4 separate regions of the Mus musculus genome follow, and all the other regions are linked to region 1. Evidence: chromatin contacts called from public Hi-C and HiChIP or PLAC-seq data. All regions are on one chromosome and are shown on one strand. Each heading gives the region's core, a stretch centred on a gene start, on an enhancer-like site or on the middle of the called end of the contact. The rest is flanking DNA. Distances are from core to core; before and after follow the strand shown. Region 1 holds the start of Hspa8 (heat shock protein 8). Region 2 holds the start of Scn3b (sodium channel, voltage-gated, type III, beta). Region 3 holds the start of Zfp202 (zinc finger protein 202). Region 4 overlaps Mir100hg (Mir100 Mirlet7a-2 Mir125b-1 cluster host gene).

Region 1 (2,809 bases), core at 242-2,741:
CATGAACTCCAAGCCAACATTCCTCCCGAGATGCAAATACCAAAGAAAAAATTTATTTATGACTGTCTTAGTGATTACTAGCTTTTGACAAGGACAAAGAGTCCCCGGTCTTCCGCTAGCCTTCCTCACGTGGTCTGGAGACCTTCCAATTTAAACGCCACAACAGTATTCTTTAAAAAATAAAAAGACAACCTATCTAACTAATAAAGAGCTGCACTCCCTGCCTATTTGAAAGGACGCGTGGAAAGTGCTAGAGAGCCGGGTGTGACGAGGCCCGGAACGCCCAGCCTCCAGGCACTGCGGTTTCAGAGTCTAAGCACTCGCTCCGGCCATTGGCTCAGTCACGTTTTCAAGGACTCAGCGCGGCCGGGCGTTTAATTTTTGGTAAAAGTCAAGTCAGGAGAGACATTACCTCATGTTACTGAAAATAAAAAGGTCGCGATCACTCTATCAAGGACACGGGGCTGCCGGAAACCAGGAATGCCAGTGCCTAGCTCACCCACAAAGGGACAAAAAACATTTATCTTTCGTACATTTATTCCATTAACTGATGAGTCTGGTGGAGCAGAGAGGGGACAGAGGTCACGCTGTCCCCTGTGGGACAGCGGAGGTGGGGAGGGGCGTTCGGCTCAGGGGTAAGCAGAGAGGACTGGGCCATTTCTTTGATAGAGGATCACAAACGATCCTGGGGACATGTGGCGAGCCAGGCAGATCGAGCCTCCGCACTGGGGGGGGGGGGAATCGAGGTGTCCCATTTTGTGGGGGGTGAGGGGTGGGGAAAGCCAGCGAGATAGCGCGGCGGCTTAGCCTCCCACAAGCTGGCAGCACGAAACAAGAAGCCTAGCAGTGCTCCTTAGTCTCAGGCTGGGGTGGACCAAGCCCGAGGCCGGGAAACCGCCGGGCTCAGGGAGAAGGACCGAGGGTCGTGTGGGGGAGGGGCGCAACAACCTTCGCAGCCATTTTGTCCTCGCCCCACTTCCGTCTTCTCTTCCCGGACTCCCCCTCCCTCAGGCTCTTCTCTCAGGCAGCCCGGGGTCCCAAGAGGTAGGGATCCGGCCGAACGCTGCTCTCATTGGTCCGTCGCGGAGGTACCCGCCTTCCTCCCAGGGCATCCTTCCGCCCCCTCCCGCCTGCGCTGCCGGGTCGCGCACGCGCACTCGCCGGCGACCCTCTCCCCTCCCCCAGCAGCTCTGAGTGACAGAGGACTCCCGCGCGCGGGCTCCCGGCGCCCCGCCTTCTCCGCTCCCCCCGGGCCGTTCCCAGAGCGGGGGCGAGCGTGAAAGTTCCAGAACGCCGCGGTCGTGCGTCATCGCGAGGCGGGGCGGGGAGAAGGCGGGACCTAGGCGAGCGTTCTGGCTCTTCATTAGTGCAGTCGGCAAGGGCTGGTCGTCCATTGGCTAAGAAGCTATGATCGGCAGCGGGATGGGGCGGCACCCTTCTGGAAGGTTCTAAGACAGGGTATAAGAGAGAGGGAAGCGGGCGGAAACCGGTCTCATTGAACGCGGAGGCAGCTGCCTGGCATTTGTGTGGTCTCGTCGTCAGCGCAGCTGGGCCTACACACAAGGTGAGGCATGGGACTCGGGGGTTTGCGGGGGTCCGGGGTGGTGCAGGAGTCCCGGGGAGTCTCTTAGGCGGCGGCTGCAGCTCAGGCCGTCACCACCAGGGACAGAGACTGCAGCAGATCCGGAGGATGGGCTGAGTCAGGGCGGCGCCGCCATGGCCTTGTGGCTCCGCGTGGCGGGGGAGGGGAGCCACAGGCGCCCTGGTCTTTTTATCCTGTCTGTGACTTCAAATATAAGGCTTCTGCCCGGCGCCCACAGGGCAGGGCCCCCCGAGGTGGGAAAGGGGGATCCTGGCTCCCGCGGTGCGCGGTCCGGGTGGGGGGGGTTCGGGGGGCGCTCGGAGGTGGCCACGTGCTCCACCATTGTCGCAGACCTTTAGGACAGATGGTTCCTTGAGCCTTGGGCGGGCTGTGCCAGGCTTGGCACAGACCACCTATACTGCAGCACTGCTGCCACGAGCCTGCCGCGTGGCTTCAGGTGATAGGTCTGGGTCACCAAGTCCAGACCCACTGCGGACTGGATAAAAGCCGGAAAGCGAGTGCTTAGCCCCCCTCCTTTTTTTTTCTAATAGCAACCATGTCTAAGGGACCTGCAGTTGGCATTGATCTCGGCACCACCTACTCCTGTGTGGGTGTCTTCCAGCATGGAAAGGTGGAAATTATTGCCAATGACCAGGGTAACCGCACCACGCCAAGCTATGTTGCTTTCACGGACACAGAGAGATTAATTGGGGATGCGGCCAAGAATCAGGTTGCAATGAACCCCACCAACACAGTTTTTGGTAAGTCGCCAGCATCTTTGTGCCACTAGCATGAGTAAAAGGGCTGGGGGGCAGGGCATTTGGAATGTAGAAACAGATCTGCCTTAATAACTGCAGCCTGAGATTGCAACTGTTTAAATATGACAATATAAGGCCACAAGATTTTAAATATGGGCCTTGGCTTCCTGCACTAGAGATTACGTCCATCTAGATGGGTGCTGCAGGTTTTTGTTTTCTGTTTTTTTGGTTTTTTTTTTTTTTGCAGTGATAGGCACTAAGGAGTGTGATGAGGTATGTTTAATATTTTACAGATGCCAAACGTCTGATCGGGCGTAGGTTTGATGATGCTGTTGTTCAGTCTGATATGAAGCACTGGCCCTTCATGGTGGTGAATGATGCAGGCAGGCCCAAGGTCCAAGTGGAATACAAAGGGGAGACAAAAAGTTTCTACCCAGAGGAAGTGTCCTCCATGGTTCTGACAAAGATG
Region 2 (2,814 bases), core at 133-2,632, 530 kb before region 1:
GAGATTGGGGTTGGCTAGAAACTATTGTACACTGGAGAAGTTTAGTTCCAAACAAAAAGTTCTTGCGATGGGTCATGGAGGAAATGACTTCTTTATTGAGGAAAATGTATCAAGAACGATTAATGCAGCTTGGGGAGGAATGGGTATAGAAGTCAAATGAGTACAAAGAACTTCCTTACGCGTCAGAAGGGGGGGGCGGGGGGCGGTTAAGCTGTGAAGAGCCAGCTGTCACACAAGAGAGTTCCAGCACACTCGTCAGGAAAGCGCCTCACTGATTCCTGAGTTGTGAAAGATGTTGCAGATTTTGAGAACCTCAAAGGCTGATCCTCAACACAAGATGGCGTTTTACGACCCCGTGGCTCTCGGCCCGGGAAGAAACCTGACTGAGGACCTTCTGTGACTGTGTATGTGACATTTAGCAGGGAGCATTTCCTGTGTATAGTTCATTTACCGTCAGCTGTTACTCCGCATTCCCTTTAGGAATATCACTGTTATGCCCCCCCCCCCGACCCCCACCCCTTTTTGGCTAGAGAACAGGAGAAAAGGGCCTGGGCAGGAGCCAGACTTTTGTACCAGTCTTTCACCATTAAGCCTTCCCTTCGATTCCAGGCATGCCTAATCCGTTAAGTCAATTCGAGTTTATAACTGAGTGTAAAGGTTCAGGTTTCCCTTCCAGAAATAGGGCGGGGATGCTCAGCAGCTGCTAGGACTCGGAGCGTCTAAGAGTTGGAAACCGTCTCAACATCACATCGTCTATCTGCCTACAAATGGTTGGGGAAGGTGGGGCACCTCAGATAACTTGGGAAACGAGAAATCATCCTTCCTTATCCCTACCCTAAAGCTTATCCGAAGCTCGCATTTGGAACTAGACTGAGCACTGAGGTAGGGACAGGTGTGCCACACCCTACCCTATTTGCTACAAGCAGAAATTGCCTTGCTGTGTCCCTTGTGTGGGAACCCATTAATCAAGGCAATTCAAAGGCTGGGGAGGCAAGAAGGGGGGGGGGGATAAAGTAGAGGGCGAAGAGAAGCCAGCCAGGAGCTAGCTGGTACTGTAACTATTATAGATGACATCATTGCTTCAAAGAGATGTGTCCCTCCATTCCCCAGAGCTGTGGGCAAGTGTATTTGGGAGGCAGCAGGAGTGGGGTTGCCTGGAGGGGGTGGGTAAATAGGTGGAAGCTATGTGTGTGTCCATAACTCAGAGAGAAACCCAGACAGTAGAAAACCGAGGTGACAGCCAGCTAGCCAGACAAGAAGCCACCGCGGTCGGAGGGTGTTTGCGCTCCTCCCCCTCTTCTCAACGCGCCAGCCCTGGGAGGGGCACGTGGGTTTAGGGGTGGGGAATATGTGTCCAAGGGGGAGGGTCCATAGCGACCAAAGCGGCAGAGAGCTGCCTGCGCATGTCAAGGCTAGCAACACATTCAGCTAGGGGGTGGCCCTGGAGAGGGGCGGCTTGATCACCCAATCGCCCAGCATCGGGGCTTCGCAGGATCCAGAGACGCGCCCCGCGGAAGGGGGTCCCCCCCTCTACCCAGCCTCCACCTCTGAGATCGCCAGTCCCACCGAAGCTCCCGCCTCTTTCCACGCCTGGTGGACCTCATGGGAGCCCGGGGCTGCTGTGTACAAGACTGAAGTGGAACACATTCTGTAGCCCAGACGACGGCTGGAGTGGGGACACGCCCAGCTGGAGAAGCCTGCCCCGCCGTAGAAGCCCGAGATTCTGAGTCTCGGTGGATCGAAGTCGCTGTCCCTAGGGGAGGCGAGAGGTGAATCAACACTGACTCCTTCCACAGGCCAGCATCCCCGCGCCGGCTGCGAGACTCCCTTCCCAGTCCACTTTGCTTTGGTTGCAAACGCAAGCAGAGGAGAGGGTTGGAATTCCAAGAGTGGGGTGGGCGGGAAGGCTACTGTCCGTGGTGCTGAGCCAAGCCCCGAGGCTCGCTTTAGCGAGGTGGCTTCAGCTGACACCTACACTGGGCTCCAGATCCCGCAGACCCCCTAGGAAGGGGACTTGACCTTTTTCTTCCTCCTCCCACTCAGAAGGTCCGCTCCCTTAGGGGCAGTTAATCCCTGAAGGTTTCCTCGAAAGAATCAGAGGGCTCAGTCCTTGACAGAGATCCTCTCTGTTCAGTTCCAGAAACCACTTACGAGAAAAGATGCCTGCCTTCAACAGATTGCTTCCCCTAGCTTCTCTAGTGCTCATCTACTGGGGTAAGTACAGCACCCTGCCTTGCAATGTGCTAATACCACGCATCGTGCTAACAATAACAACACTTAAGTGATGTCGATGGTGACAAAAAGGAGCTCTGGTTTCTCTCTGTGCATTTTTGCCAGACATGGAGATCCACACGCGCTCCCAGAGACCTGGGTTTGGAGGTTTGCAAAGGCACCTCCCTGCTCCCTGTGCCTTGATTTTTTTTTCCCTCCTAACCATCTTTAATGCTTCTCTGATTCCCGTCTTTCCTAATTTTTATTTTTTCTCCTCCCTTCCCCCTTTGCTGAAAAGGAATGTATCCGTTTATTATTTCAAAATCTTGCTTGCATTTTTTACATTTGCATCGCTCAGTGAAGAGTCAGTCAGTCCTGAAAATCTCAATGATTTGGTGTATGTGTGTGTGGGGGGGGGGGGCACACTCATTTCTCTCTATGGTTTAAAAAAAAGCACAAAACCTGGATGCATGAATTTTGAGAGAGAGAAACTATAGCTTGTCCATCTGTTAAATTTTAACTAAGAATGGATGGGATAGCAGTTCCAGCCATTTGCTGCTGTGCACTGATAGACAGATGAGAAATGCATTTAGTTTGCAGGAA
Region 3 (2,921 bases), core at 393-2,892, 610 kb before region 1:
ACCTACCTGTTCTGGGGCTGGATGTCGCCACCAGTTTCTCAGCTCTCCATTCTGCAGTCCACACAGATCCTGCACCATCATCTCAGCCTCCATAATTGGAGGAGCAAATTCTCATACTAAACCTTCATTACTTAGTACCCTTCTCGGGGTACTTAGCCCCATTAACGATAGAATTTTAAAATGCACTAAGAAGAAACCTCAAAGACAATTTTATTAGACAAAACAAAAAACAAAAAACAAAAAACAAAAAAAAAACAGAGCAGGCAAACTAAATTTCAGTTTCAGCCCCTGCCTAGAAAAAGAAAATGGACAAGAGGAAGAAAACAAACCTGTCATTGTAAGCAGTCACATAGTGCAGCAGAGGGAGGGATACTTCAGAAAATAATAGAAAGGCTCCAAGTAACAGAAAAAGCATACTTTGGCTCTGTCCAGTGTCCTCAGATAAAGATTTAAAAAAAAAAAAAAAAAAAAAAAAAAAAAAAAAAAAACGAAGGGGAGGAGGAGGGGGAAGAGGAACAGGAAGAGGAAGAGGAGGAGGAGGGGAAAAGTATACCTTAGTCAGGACTCAGAAGGGCAGACAGACCTGCCCATTCTGGCACTGACTGCCTGAACTGAACAGAATCAGGTTTCTGAAAAAGTACATTATCTATCTCATTAAAGGGATACCGTCACCAACTCCCATGTCTTTTACCACGGTATTAAGTGAACTTGCATTCTGGTGGGGTGGTCAGGTGATTGGCTGGGCACAACTGGATTAAATCTCACGATTGCTCGGTCTTCAGCCAGGCTAGAGGTAGACTCCATCCACTCCTTTGACCGAAGAACAGTCTTCCAGTTGGGGCTTCAACAAAGCTTTGATCAAGGGTGTTGTAACACCCTCTGCAGAACACAGCTGCCTCTCTAGCAAAAGCAATTAACATGTCCAGTTCAAAGTATGCTAAGCAGTCTCGAGCAGTTTGTCCCATGAACGGAAACGGTTTTCAAGAAATGGCTGAAAGGAGAAGACTTGCACATGTCACCATGTGACATTCAGGGCAAGATGGACTATAGAAGTGTTAGGGACAAAGACAAAAATGAACAACTTAGATCAGGGAAGACAGTGGCAAAGAGGCACCAAAATAGCACACAAAGGTTAATAGACAACACCACCATTTCCTTACTGAGCTTCAGTCTACCTTCCAGTTTTTAGTTCTAAGACCAACAGTTTGTGTTTTTTCAAGACGGACAGAGTTGACAGGCAGATGTTCTGGCGGCCCGGCAACAGCTGTGCATGAAGGAGCCAGCATTCAAATCTAAACCTTTCTTTTTTTATTCTTCCATGCTTGAAGGAAAAGAAAACTGCGTGGGAAGGAGGGGATTCTCTTGTGGAGATGTAGATACCAAAACCAACATGAAAGATGAAAACAAAACCCTGTAGGAAGTGGACAATGAATACCACGCCTAGGAAGGTGATGGGTTTGCCGCAAAGGGGACTGGCCATAGAGGGCAGCAGTCCAGGGAATGCTTCCCGGCATGGGTCTCACTGGAGAAGCCCCAGGCTTCGACCAACAGGAACACAACGAGTGGACCAAACCTCCTACAGCCTAGACAGGCTCCAGCACCCCTTGGAGGTGGGGCGAGTGGTCGCTTCCGGTTCCGGGCGCAGAGGACCCACGTGTTCCGACCCGCTGGGCCCCGCGCGACTCGGATCCCGCTCGGCTCTTTCGGCCGGGAGTGGGTGGGGGAGCACCGGGCAGGGGAGGAGCCGCCGGAGCCGCGGGAGACGTGAGTGTCGGGGACCTGGCCGGCGAGCGGGCACCGCAGCGGGCGGGGAGGGAAGGGCAGGAGCATTGGGAGGGGCAGCAGACCCCGCCCCCCCGGCGCCGGGGGACAGCGCCTGCCAGGGAAGGGGTGGCGGCGGGGTCCCCGCGGCCTGGGCGTTGTAACCATGTCACCTCCTCGCGGCCAGAGCCGGGACGTCCGGAGACAAGGGTGGCACTCCAGGCTTCTCTGCCCAGCCACCTCCTTCCGCCCCCTCTGGGGGCCTGCGGACATGCACTGTGCCCCTCGGATTGCGTCCATACCAACCGCTCCGGTGCGCTAGAAGCCAGTGGGGTGTAGCCTAGGCCCCTTGACGCCCACCTTCCCCTCTCTTCAGACTTTTCACTCTGCATCGCACATTGCTCCAGAGCCCTCCCTGCAGGTTTTGCCTTCCCTCCTTCCCAGCGAACCCCGCCCCCTTCACATGCGATCTTATCACCTGTGATCCTTGCCAGTCCTTGGCCGTCTAGCGTGTGGCTCTCACCTGGCTTAGTGACAGGCTCAGAACTTCCCTGTAGAGCTAGAGGCTACTGTCTGCACTGTCTGAACTTCTTTCTTCCTACCCCTGACAACCAGCTCGGGGACCTCTTCTCCAGCTCATCTCACCATCTGCGGGACTTTCCATAGTGGACTGAAAGTTTGCTAGTTTTTTATTCCATGGCCGACCTGGTCCTCTCACACACTTTCCCCTGGGCTGTGGCTGTCTCGTATTCTACACATGGATAGCGCTGTCTTTTCTCTGTGCAGAACTCCCCAAAGGGAGATCTCTAGGTCCAGCTTATCGTCTTGGTCGTGGTTAGGAGTGCCACATCTAGGGTTTTGCTGTCAGGTTATTCTGTCCATAGTCTACAGGTGAAAGGCAGTAGGGAAAGCTTGGGGCAACGAAGTCACAAGGCATCTCTCTGTGCAGCTTTTTCTTTGAAGCAGCCCCATGGACCTTAATCCAGAAAACAGTTTCAATGAAGTGTCAGGATGGCTGTGAGAAGCTTGCTAGGAGAAGCAAGTGACAGTGGGATATTTGGAGGCCATCAAATATCTTGAGTCACTTTCTGCTATTGCTGCCTAACATAAAAGGGTTAGGAGGAAGGCAGTACATTTTTCTTCTAAGACAGCTGCTGACC
Region 4 (2,776 bases), core at 205-2,704, 680 kb after region 1:
TTTATATTGACTGTTTTGAGTTTACCTAATGATGCTAGTTGTAAGATTATTGCACTGACCGAGACTCGCTTCTCCAAGCAAGGGTTTATCCGAGAGCCAATTGTGTACACGTGTCTATAATATACATTAGAAGCCTCAGCGTCCTCCAAGGAGAAGTTAATTTCCCCTGTGAGACAAGCACAGTGGACAGGGTAGAGAAATCACTATTGGGTGAGGTCTGAGGAAATACAGATTTCTGACCCTCAGACATTGGAGGAGACGGCAGTTATAAGAAGGATAGAGGGAACGAAATCACAGAGTGAAGGTGAGGCTTTGTGTATATTCAGAAAAGGCATCTGTTGGCTGTGTTAAATGGGAGCTTGTGGTATTGAGGGAAGAGGAAGTAAAGTGAGTGAAATAGCCTGGGTTCGGATTCTAGAGGAACTTGGACAATAGGTTTAAAAGTTACGTCTTGGGGCTGGGGCGAAGGCTCAGTGGTTAGGAGCACTTTCTCTATTGCAGAGAACCAGAGTTCAGTTCTCAGTACCCACATAGTGACCCATAACCATCTATAAGGTCAATTCTAGAGGATCCAATGCCTTCTTCTGGTCTCTTTGGGTACCAGGCATGCACATGGAACACATACATACAAACAGGCAAACATTTACACATATAAACATTTTTAAGAATTAAAAGAAAGTGAGATGTCACACTAGGCAGATAGCTCAGATGATAAAATTCTTGCTGTGTATGTATGACAAACTGGGACCAATCCTCAGCACCTCTGTAAAATAATTCTGAGTGCAGCAGTGTGTGCCTGTAACTCCCGTCCTTGGAAGGTGGAGACTGGAGAATCTCTGAGGCTCACTGGCTAGTCAGTCTAGCTGACTTGGTGAGCTCCAACTTCAATGAAAGACCCCGTCAAAACAAAACAAAACAAAACAAAACAAAACAAAACAAAACAAAACAAACAAAAAAACCAAGGAGAGATCAATCAGGAAGGGCACCCGATGTTGGCCTCTACTCCCACACAAATATATGCACAGGCTTGCACATGTACGTGTGTGCAGCACACACAAAATTCAGAACTTCTCTGTAGATGCTGGGCTCATTGATGGTGGGCAAGGGAATGACTTGACCTATAGTTTGGGAAGGAGCATCACAACATTCAGTCAGAACTTGGCAGCAGTGTGCCAGAGAGAGACAAGCTGAGAAAGATGGGTCTTCACCTCGTGTTCTCAAGGCATGACTGATCTGTCACAAGCCTGACTATTGTAGGTATGGCACTAGCTGAGGGCTTTCTGAGGGCATTTATTTAATGGCATGCCAGTGGCATTTACTCATAAACCAAAAAGCCATTGGGCCAGAAATAGGGGTTTTGGTTACTTCCCCAGACAGGATGCAGTTTGGGCGATTATACACATGATTCATCGAGGTTGGGAAACATATCCTGCACAAACACACGCCCCTCCCCTCCAAGCAGAGTGACTCACGGCTTCTCCAGTTTGGTCTATGGAAGACTTGGAAGTCCAGGCAGAGTCTGAGATATGAGGTTCAGTCATAAATCTGTAACATTCGTAATTACAAGAGAAACATTCCTCCCCATTCTCTCAATTATCGGGCAGGAGGCATTTATTGAATTCTTACTCTTTTCACACAGAAATTGTGATGTTGTGAAACATAGTTCCTATCATAAAACACTTCCAAGTTTAGTTAGGAAAGTGGACCTAATGATGACCGCAAAGAGCGCGTCCCACAAGCATTCCAGAGAACTCTAAGCTACACTAATGGGCTAGAGTGGGGGGGGGGGATGCAGCAGCTATAGTTATAGAAGGGCTATGAGACCGAGTCTTAACAAAGACCATTCTTTATTTGACAGCCCAGCAAGTCAAAATCTAGTGGTTTCTATGGCCTGAACGTGGTTCTAGGAATGAAGATTCATATTTTGGTTGAATGTCCATTCTAACTAGAGGACTCTGTTGAAGTTAAGCCCCGGTTCTCCCTCCTAGTCCTGTGTCCCCAAAAATAAGACTCAGATCCAAAATATACTTACAAATATATTTGCCATATAGCTAGGCTATTCTCTGACTAGATATTGCTTAAAATATTCCATTTTGTCTAGCCTACGTTCTGCCACATGGCTGGTTACCTGTGCTCAGGTACCACGTGTCTGTCTTGACATATCTTCCTAGTGAATCTCTCCTAGAATTTTTTCTTCTCCCAGATGTCTCTTCTTATATTTTCTGCCTAAGCAATAGGCCATAGGCTTTTTCCTTGACCGATGATGCATTCATACAATACACAAGATATTCTCTCTACAGGACTCAATAAATACTGTAAGAACCAACTAAACAGACTCATCTCAGGGAGTTTCCATTCAGGGAGTGGAGAAAGAAGCATCAGGTATGGGATACCCAATATGATAAGAGAGCCTCTTTTTACTCCTTGGCACTCCGTGTTTGTAGGGGGTATGTGCATATGCCATGGCATACCTGTGAAAACCAGAGGACAACTTGAGGAGTTGGTCCTCACTCTCCACTATGAGTCCTAGGGATCGAACACACACCATCAGGTTTGACAGCAGATGTCTTACCCACTGAGCCAGCTTACTGGCCAACCAAGTTTATTCATAAGCCTGACATATTTTGGGCCAATTTCCCTGCCTTTCTATAACTTGAGTGAATGACAGATGCAAGAGGGATATCATGTGCATACCCGTGTATATGCATGCATAGGCATGCATATGAATGTGTGTGTTTGTGTGCATATTTTTTGTATGTGTGGCACTGGGTGTCAA

What was found. A called contact is a pair of places that touch in the nucleus more often than the background predicts. HiChIP or PLAC-seq counts read pairs in DNA pulled down with a chosen protein or histone mark.
Region 2: a contact with region 1 is called in an H3K27ac HiChIP or PLAC-seq map of embryonic stem cells, with 6 read pairs. The contact joins the promoter of Scn3b here to the promoter of Hspa8 in region 1. A contact is called at or near these places in 1 of 39 promoter capture datasets (hippocampal neurons), 2 of 484 Hi-C or Micro-C datasets (cerebral cortex and embryonic stem cells) and 2 of 115 datasets of contacts at active chromatin or transcription factors (bone marrow-derived macrophages and embryonic stem cells).
Region 3: a Hi-C map of rod photoreceptor shows a contact between it and region 1, with 6 times the contacts expected there. The contact joins the promoter of Zfp202 here to the promoter of Hspa8 in region 1. A contact is called at or near these places in 1 of 484 Hi-C or Micro-C datasets (rod photoreceptor) and 1 of 115 datasets of contacts at active chromatin or transcription factors (bone marrow-derived macrophages).
Region 4: a Hi-C map of muscle stem cells shows a contact between it and region 1, with 5 times the contacts expected there. The contact joins the enhancer-like site here to the promoter of Hspa8 in region 1. A contact is called at or near these places in 1 of 39 promoter capture datasets (hippocampal neurons), 1 of 484 Hi-C or Micro-C datasets (muscle stem cells), 1 of 115 datasets of contacts at active chromatin or transcription factors (bone marrow-derived macrophages) and 1 of 9 other capture datasets (pancreatic islet).

The regions. Positions count from the first base shown.
Region 1 is chr9:40,799,785-40,802,593 of GRCm38.p6, forward strand. Hspa8 (heat shock protein 8) reads left to right here and starts at 1,492. Exons shown (of 9, transcript NM_031165.5): 1 at 1,492-1,564; 2 at 2,134-2,343; 3 at 2,634-2,809. The coding sequence starts at 2,139.
Region 2 is chr9:40,267,834-40,270,647 of GRCm38.p6, forward strand. It overlaps Scn3b (sodium channel, voltage-gated, type III, beta), which reads left to right and starts at 1,383. Exons shown (of 7, transcript NM_001083917.1): 1 at 1,383-1,769; 2 at 2,135-2,214. The coding sequence starts at 2,160.
Region 3 is chr9:40,190,674-40,193,594 of GRCm38.p6, forward strand. It overlaps Zfp202 (zinc finger protein 202), which reads left to right and starts at 1,643. Exons shown (of 7, transcript NM_030713.2): 1 at 1,643-1,764.
Region 4 is chr9:41,478,832-41,481,607 of GRCm38.p6, forward strand. All of the region lies in intron 3 of Mir100hg (Mir100 Mirlet7a-2 Mir125b-1 cluster host gene), which reads left to right. Among named protein-coding and RNA genes, the nearest start is that of Mir100, 51 kb to the right of the region's middle. Within about 2 kb of position 1,455, at least 83 of the 459 cell types and tissues checked have an H3K27ac peak or open chromatin away from gene starts, as enhancers often do. A contact at or near this core is called in bone marrow-derived macrophages and muscle stem cells, where this site is marked.